3 separate regions of the Gossypium hirsutum genome follow, and all the other regions are linked to region 3. A link is a contact called in public Hi-C data. All regions are on one chromosome and are shown on one strand. Each heading gives the region's core, a stretch centred on a gene start, on an enhancer-like site or on the middle of the called end of the contact. The rest is flanking DNA. Distances are from core to core; before and after follow the strand shown.

Region 1 (2,728 bases), core at 86-2,585, 560 kb before region 3:
TAGGTGCATTTGGGAGTTGGGAGGAATGTGGAAGAGACATTGGAGGATTCAAATGGACCTTTGTTTGCTGTGGTGTCTGTAGGGAATGTGGTGGTATGGATTGAGACTGAAGATTTGCAGCAGGAACAGAAGCAACAGAGATTCTCGTCCCAGCTTGGTTTTGATGCTGTTTCCTTACAGGAGCTTGGGTCTGGGATGGAGCAGCTTGTTCCTGCAAGCGAACTTGACCCGGCAACGAATGTGCTGGCTGGATACTTGGCTGTGGGGGTGGTTGTACTGATTGCTGAGATTGTTGTGATGCAGGTGGCTGAATAGCTGGAATCTAAACACAAACAGTAAGTACACTAGCATAGTCCCTACATATAATTTCAAGGATGATATTACAGAGATCAAAAGCATACCGCTTGAGGGGGCTTAACCATTCCGAGCATAATCTGAGCCTGAAGAAACAAGAATAATCAAAGAAACCTAGTCAGGCATGGAAGCTACTAAATCAACAGTACACCGTCTAAAAAGTAGATGCAATTTAAAGCAAAAGAAGGGTAATTAACCCATCAAGCTGTGCAGCACTCTAGAACAAGTCCATCAAGAAAGATGGATAGCAGCTTCTTATTTTGAGTTGCAACTAGAACTAAACGCATCTCATTACTACAAAGCTAACTCCAGAGACCTAATTGTCCATACAAAGGTTCCGAAATGCTTGATTCCTAGTGATAAGCTAACATCAACCTCTATACCAAGAAAAGGCAACAAAAAATTACCACTTCAGCCTACAAGGGATATCAAGAGAGTGTAAAGCTAAAGGGTTACGCGATGCTAATAGTAATATCAATCAACAGTCAGTCATGCACATAACTAGTATCAATATTAAAACAAAGGAAGAAGGGAGTTTTTTCATATTTGAAAAGTAAGTAAACAAAGAAGAAAAGGGAAACCTGGAAAAGGGCTTTAGTCAAGAGAGGATTTTGGATAAGGATCTCCCTCGCCTGCTGCTGGTTTTGTTCTATAAGTGTCTGTATATACCCAAAATAAAGAAGGAAAAACCACTAAATAGATTTAACGGCGGAGGAAGTGGCGTTTGGAAAAAGAAAAGAAAATTTTGAAATCAAATAGAAAACAGAAAGAGAGAGTCCTTCATGTTTGACATAATATCATAAAGCTGGTTCTTCGACATTCCGGCAATGTTGGCTGGCAAACCTTCGTCAGCAACTTGCTTTCCCGCCATTGTCTCCGCCGAGTGTTACAGCAAGCAACAGAGATCAGGGAGTGGTTTTCGGCTTCAGTCTGAGAACCTACAGCGATGTGGTTTTGAAAGGTATTAGCCCACTAACATGGAATCGAGCTTAAAAAGAGGTCTTAGGCTTAGCCCAGGCTTTTTTCTATATGAGTTGAAAAAAATTAATTTACTATACACACACGAGGGAAGTCATAATTAAAATATAATTATATTTTTATAAGAGTTAAAATATAATTTTATTATTATATTAGTTTATACTATAATAGTTTTAAAAGGATTAAATCGAAATTAGTATTTGGAAGGTAAGTAATAATTTTACTTATATTAACCAATGTTTTTTAAATTGAATGATTGGTCGAACTGATCAAACTATTGATTCGTTGATTCAATCGGTTTAATAGGTTCGATTAGAAAATTATTAAAAATTTAAGTAATAATAATATTAAAAAAAATCTAGTTCAATTGATTTTTCACCTAGGTTAACTAGTTCAAAACCCTTTCCGGTTGATTCCCGATCAAACCGGTCAGTTTGGTTCGGTTCAAACAACATTGATATTAACTTAAAATCTTATAAATTCTGAGATTAAAGAAATAATTTTTTTTTCCATTTAGGGGTTAAGGGCCCTTCCCCCTTCACCCTTGGTTATATAGTTGATTTGCTGAATTATTTAGCAAACTAGGATTAGTTTACAAAAGGGAAAAGTGAAGTCCACATTAGAGGACCGACTTCAAAGTTAACATCTCGAAAAATCGACTTCAATGGTAGTAATATCCTGGAGGTGTCAACTTCAGTGTATAAACCATTTACCTTGCATGCATGCACAATGAAAGCGCACATGAAGGATGAGAAATATAGCTTTCTCATGTATGCATGAGAGGTTGAAAAATGTAATGGCTAGGTCAAAAGAAAATTGTTTGGAAATGATGGAACAAGGCAGAAGGTTGAGATGATAGAACAAGGCAAAATGCTATTTGGAGATGATGGAACAATGTAGTGTATGAGTAACATGTAAGTGAAATAGTAATGGTAAAGGTGGGGGAGGATGGAAATTATGTATAAACATATACCTTGACACCATGGCAAATTAGAATAGTGAGTTTATTCAACAATTTTTTATTGAGTATTGTTATCTTCTTCTATCTATTATCTTTTATATATTATGCAATCTTCATATATCTTCTTCAATCTTTGTGAGTATTTTTTTTCCATGATATTATAATTCATGTACTGATACATTAACATCTACTAACTATTAGTGTTAAATATACAATAGATTGTTGGGATTGTTGTTGAACATATATTACTTTATGACATTTTTTAATATATGTTAGTGTTGAATACATATATTAAAAGTTTATATTTATTAGTGTTGAATATCTATTAGTGTTAAATATACAATATAGTGTTGAATTATTATTTACTGGTTCATTATTTGATCGGCGAAAAAAACGATGATGACATTATTTTTTATTCTGTTCAAATTTGACATT
Region 2 (2,745 bases), core at 119-2,618, 570 kb before region 3:
TTTAAATTTGTTTGTATATAAAAATAATATAAAAAAATTAATATGGGCGGATTGGGTCGGGCTCGAGTTTTAACTTTTTTATTTGAGTTGAGCTTAAGTAAAATTTTAAATCTATTTTTCAGGTTAAGCTCAAACCTAGAAAACGAGCCTAAAATTTTACTGAAACTCAGCCCAAGTCATGATAATTTCTAATTATGACCTATGGGAGAGAAGATAGGAGACAGGGAATTGAAAGGAGAAGAGAAGAATAAAGTTTTGAAAGAAAGATTTTTTTTATTTATATATTATTTTTAAAGGTTAATATACTAAACCCTTAAATTATTACAGTTAATTTAAACAAGTCATTATATTATTTTTATAATTAAATAAATTCCTAACTTATAAATTTTACTCTGTATTTCTTTTTAGTTTTAGGATCTTAATTTTTTATTGATATAAAAGAAATTCTATAAATTTTTAACATTGACATAAAATTTAAAAAAGTAATTAAATTTTTCAAAAGAGTGATTGTGTTATGTATATAAGCACTTTCAAAAAATTTTAAAATATTATTTTATTTTTATTTAATAAACTATTCTCGTCAAATTCATATTGACATAAAATGTAAATTGGTATAAAAATTCAATACTTTTTTACTTTAATATTAAAATCATGCGCTTTCATGGGTAAAAATTATAGATTTGAGGCTTATTTAACTACAAAAATAGCATAAAGGCCTGTTTAAACAAGATTAATAATTTAAAGGCTTTTTTAGTATATTAGCCTTTTTTATATGTTTAAAGCATTACTCTAAATTTATATTTTATTGTGTATATTTTGACATATAAATATTTTATTTTTTAGAAGTAACTTATTCGTATTTTATTTATTTTACTTTTTTATGTAATTATTTTTCCTATGTTTAATGTATCAATTCATCTAATACTTCATATGGTTTTCTTAATAATATTTTCTAAGAATATATTTCTAAAATTTACATAATATTGATTGATATATTAATAAATTTATTCCTTGATGTTTATACATTCTGTTAATTTTATCTTAATTTTAAAGATATCAACCTAAATTTTTAAATCATGATCAAATTGACTGAATGCCTAAATTTTATGTGCTAAATTTGTTATTACGCCAATCAAAATTATGTATAATTGATATAAAATATTAATCTCGTAATTAATTGTCAATCATTGTGATTTTTAAAATTAATAGGAATTAAATTATTTCAAATTTTTTTGAAAAGGACAATTTACTAAATTTTCAGAAATAGTGTGCCAAAGAAAAGAAAATGATTAATAGAGTAAGAAGCTGTTTTTGGGCTTTGAATGTTTGAAATAAAGTTGGACTCATGTTTTGAAAGCTCTCATTGATTTTAACTTAATGGACTGGAATTGGAGGTTGGATGAATGTATATCCGGACAGGAACAGAGTAGGGATCGACTGGAACATGTCCGCATCACCAGGATTGTGATCCTTGCTCCAAACTTCCACATCTCTGATCCTTTCCTCTCCTCTGACTTCACCATATCCTCCTGCCAATAATATACCCTGCCACGTTGTCCCACCAGCTCAATTTCATCTCTTCAGATCACCGCCCAACACCACAAAACCACCGTTTGAAGATCTTTAAACTTCCTTTACACTACTTCCTCAACCCCCTGTATTTTACACTCTCCCTCTCTTATTTTGAGACCCATCAACCAATAATGATTTTTCTTTATAACCAACTTCTTTTAGGACTCTTGTTTTTAAGGTAATGTTGTGAATCTTGCTATTTGTAGAAATGGGTCGAAGGCTAATCAAACTAGGTAATCTAAGATGAGGGTTCTTGAATGCAGGAATCAGCAAAGTGCACATGTTTGGGGTTGTACAAGGGTTTGACAGTTCAATTTTTCTTTAGGTAAATGCTTTCTCTTTCTTTTTCCCTTCTTTAAGTAAGTCAATGGAATTCGGTACGTTGGTTTTGGGGAAATAAAATCCAAAAATTTATAAATTTTTAGTATAGGGCTTAGATAAAGATGTGGAGATTGAGAGTTTTTTAAACTTATCCCTAGTTGGATTTCTAATGAAGATTTGGAGTTCTTAGCTAATATTTATAACTTGGGGAGTTTTCTTTCTGATTCCTTTTAAGATTTTAGTTTCCATTTAAAATTGCTGCTGATTGTTTACCACTTAGGATTTGCTAATGCTAGTTTGATGCATTGAAAGATTGCTAAACTTAAAAAGTTTTATTAATGAAATCATGACATCTGAACTTGCTTCCGCGTTTTAGGAATCTCACAGTGGAATTTATTTTCAGTGGGTATGCATTGAGGGGAACGGTAGAAATTGTGGTGACAAGCAAACTAGAAATATGCTTGAGGCTTTGATAAGAGAAGGATCATTCAAATGGTTACTTAGCAAGCGAAGCTCCTTTGCAGAGGAAGTTGAGGAGCTGCAGAGGTCTCCATCTGCTGGAAGGAATTGGATACCTGAGCTCTCTCCGGTTGCTAATATTGTTGTGCGCCGCTGCTCAAAGTAGGTTTCTTTTGCTGCTACTTTGCTATTGCTGCCTGCCTGTTATAACCACGAAAATTCATTTTGCAAGTTGCACCTTAAATTGAATGTTGTTTTGTTAAATTATGTTCATAAGCTTCTAATTCAGCCTAGATGCAAATAGGAACAATGTGCATTTCTGTTTGACTGAAATACATTGTCTCCTTGTGGATAACAAAAACAAAATGATGCAGAATCCTGGAAACTTCTTCA
Region 3 (2,700 bases), core at 27-2,526:
GAATGAAAATGTGTCATTGTGCATATATTTATAATGTTAAATATTAGTTTTAATTGGTATATAACTATTCATTAATTAAATGATAATTAATTTATAATAATAAATGTAATTTAATATGGATCCAAAGTTTAATTAAGTGATAATAATTGTTACATTGATAATGAAAACATTATTAATAAAATAATTATAACTATTTTTATATTATATTATATTATATTATTTTATAGATTAAAAAAATAAGAAATATAGATAGTACAAAGTATTGATTCTTAAACGATCGATTTTATTTATATTAATTTCTCAAATAGATATAAGTCATACTATTTGTTGAGTTAGAATTTATGTTGAATTAAATCGATTTGGTTAGATGTATTTAATATTTATATAAAAAATAGTTAAGTTAATTTTAAAATATATTTATTTTCTTTTGAGTTTTGATATATAAATTAAGAATAAATACATAAATTTATACATTATAGATTAGACCATTATAATGATATTATTATATATATAATGATAATCTCACACATTATTTTTTATTAATTATAAAAAATATTTTTAACATTATTAATTATTATCATATTTTAAATAAAAATTATATTTATTTAATCAAAAGATTCAATTTTGATTATTTTTAATTTATCCAATTATGTTAAATAATTTTATAATTTTATTAATTAATAATATATTATGCTATTTTATAAGTAGAACTTTTTATTCTTCAAATTTTTTTAAAAAAGATACGATCAAATTAAATAATTTCACATTAATATATTATCATATTAATTAATATTACTTTTATTATTCTCACATAATAATATAAAAAAATTATTATTTTAATGTCAATTTAGTAATATAATTTATAATAAAAAGTATTCTTGTTTCATATATATATTATAAATAGATGCTAAATGTATATATACAATGACTGATAAGAATTGAAATAAAAATATTACAATTTTAAGCATAATCTCTTCTTTTTTTATTTAAGATTAATTTTATTATAAGTTTTTATCATATTTATTCTTTTTGAATAATGTCTAGAACTATTCATTAACACCTCCTCAACCCTTAAATAGTAGGATAATACGTTTTAGGGCACTCAAATTCAAAACTTTTTATACTGACAATAATACAGATAGAAATCGAATTAAAACTAAATGAAAATTACTATCTCATTTAACTTTTGTATTAATTCTATCAATAAAACATAGTTGCTTTATATTAGTGTATCGGTTTCCGTCCTCAACTGAATATAAATTCAGTGGGCCGGGAAAGGCTACAAAAGAAGTCCAGAAAATAAAAAAATAAGCGGAAACCCAATTTCAAACCCAAAATCTCCACTAAAACAAACCGAAGGGCAAGCGAGCAAGAGCCGAGTGAGAGAAACTGAGAAAGAGATGGGCAGGAAGAAGGGAGTAGCAGAGTTCGAAGAAACGGCGCCGGATGACTTCGACCCGGCCAATCCCTACAAAGACCCGGTGGCCATGCTTGAAATGAGGGAGCATATAGTTCGAGAGAAATGGATTGACATTGAGAAAGCCAAGATCCTCCGTGACAAGGTCAGGTGGTGCTACCGCATCGAAGGGGTCAACCATCTCCAGAAGTGCCGCCATCTCGTACGCCAGTACCTCGACGCCACCCGTGGCATCGGCTGGGGCAAGGATGGCCGTCATCCCTCCCTCCACGGTCCCTATCTTTCTTTACTACATAAAAGACTTCATTTTATTTATTATAAACTCGATTGATTATGATTTCTTATTACTTGCTCTTTGCTTCCCCAATTTCAAACAAGATCAGTCGTTTTGCCGTAGACAATGTATATTTTGCTTTTATATGTATTAACTGTTCATTTTTTTAAAGTTTTTAATTTGATTCTGAATTTGTTTTATTAGCTACGTTCTATAACAACTTTTCAGAGTGGGAAGCAAAACAAGTAGTAAAAGTTACAAAAAAGATTCAGCATTGATTTATCCATTTATTTGTGTATTAGTCAACATTGTTCTCTGGGGAAGGAATGGCTGAGCTGTATTGATTTTGTGTTGATGATTTGGGATTTTAGGTCCAAAGGTTGAAGAGATCGATTCAGAATGAATGGCTGCATTTGGTCATGATAGGTAATCTCGGACTCTAATTCATTCTATATACTATCTACTGAACAATCCTTGTTACTTTATTGGTTCAACAGAATTATTTCTTGCTTTGTTGATGTTGTTCACCGTTTGCTTGAACTTTAGAATCTGTATAAAGAAAATTTCAAAACAATTTAACCAAATCAGGTGGGCATGAACATGCCTGTGATATGAACTTACAGAAAGTTTATGGAAGCCAAGTTGGTGGAGAAAAACATGAAATTATAAAGTAGAAGTTGGGGGAAAAAGAATAGTTTAAGGCTTTATGCTTATTGGTAATGTTTCAAAGACCCCCCTGGGTGATTAAGCAGTAAAATCTTTCAAAGAGAGTGCTTTAGTTCTAGAGATATCTACTTCCATATTGTAAACCTCAACGCTATTACTGTCCCTATCTTTAATTACTAGAAATCCTATGTTTTCCAATTCTTTTGTGTCAGCTCCAGTAATAGATAGTTTTGTACTTTCTTCTTTTGGAATATCAGAAGCTGGGCAGCTTTTTCTTGAGCTGGTGCGCTGACAGCTGATTTACCATCTCAACTTTTCTCATCTACCTCATCGATGTCTTTTT

What was found. A called contact is a pair of places that touch in the nucleus more often than the background predicts.
Region 1: a contact with region 3 is called in a Hi-C map of leaf, with 2.1 times the contacts expected there. The contact joins the promoter of LOC107888764 here to the promoter of LOC107897922 in region 3. A contact is called at or near these places in 3 of 34 Hi-C or Micro-C datasets (hypocotyl, leaf and petal).
Region 2: a Hi-C map of leaf shows a contact between it and region 3, with 2.7 times the contacts expected there. The contact joins the promoter of LOC107888765 here to the promoter of LOC107897922 in region 3. A contact is called at or near these places in 4 of 34 Hi-C or Micro-C datasets (hypocotyl, leaf and petal).

What each region holds. Positions count from the first base shown.
Region 1 is chrA09:45,313,817-45,316,544 of Gossypium_hirsutum_v2.1, reverse strand. It overlaps LOC107888764 (cleavage stimulating factor 64), which reads right to left and starts at 1,335. Exons shown (of 11, transcript XM_016812963.2): 1 at 1,133-1,335; 2 at 936-1,013; 3 at 402-440; 4 at 59-322. The coding sequence starts at 1,225.
Region 2 is chrA09:45,331,966-45,334,710 of Gossypium_hirsutum_v2.1, reverse strand. It overlaps LOC107888765, which reads left to right and starts at 1,368. Exons shown (of 11, transcript XM_016812965.2): 1 at 1,368-1,750; 2 at 1,836-1,897; 3 at 2,297-2,514; 4 at 2,727-2,745. The coding sequence starts at 2,351.
Region 3 is chrA09:44,758,540-44,761,239 of Gossypium_hirsutum_v2.1, reverse strand. LOC107897922 (NADH dehydrogenase [ubiquinone] 1 beta subcomplex subunit 10-B) reads left to right here and starts at 1,276. Exons shown (of 3, transcript XM_016823529.2): 1 at 1,276-1,689; 2 at 2,063-2,117. The coding sequence starts at 1,401. The coding sequence ends at 2,094.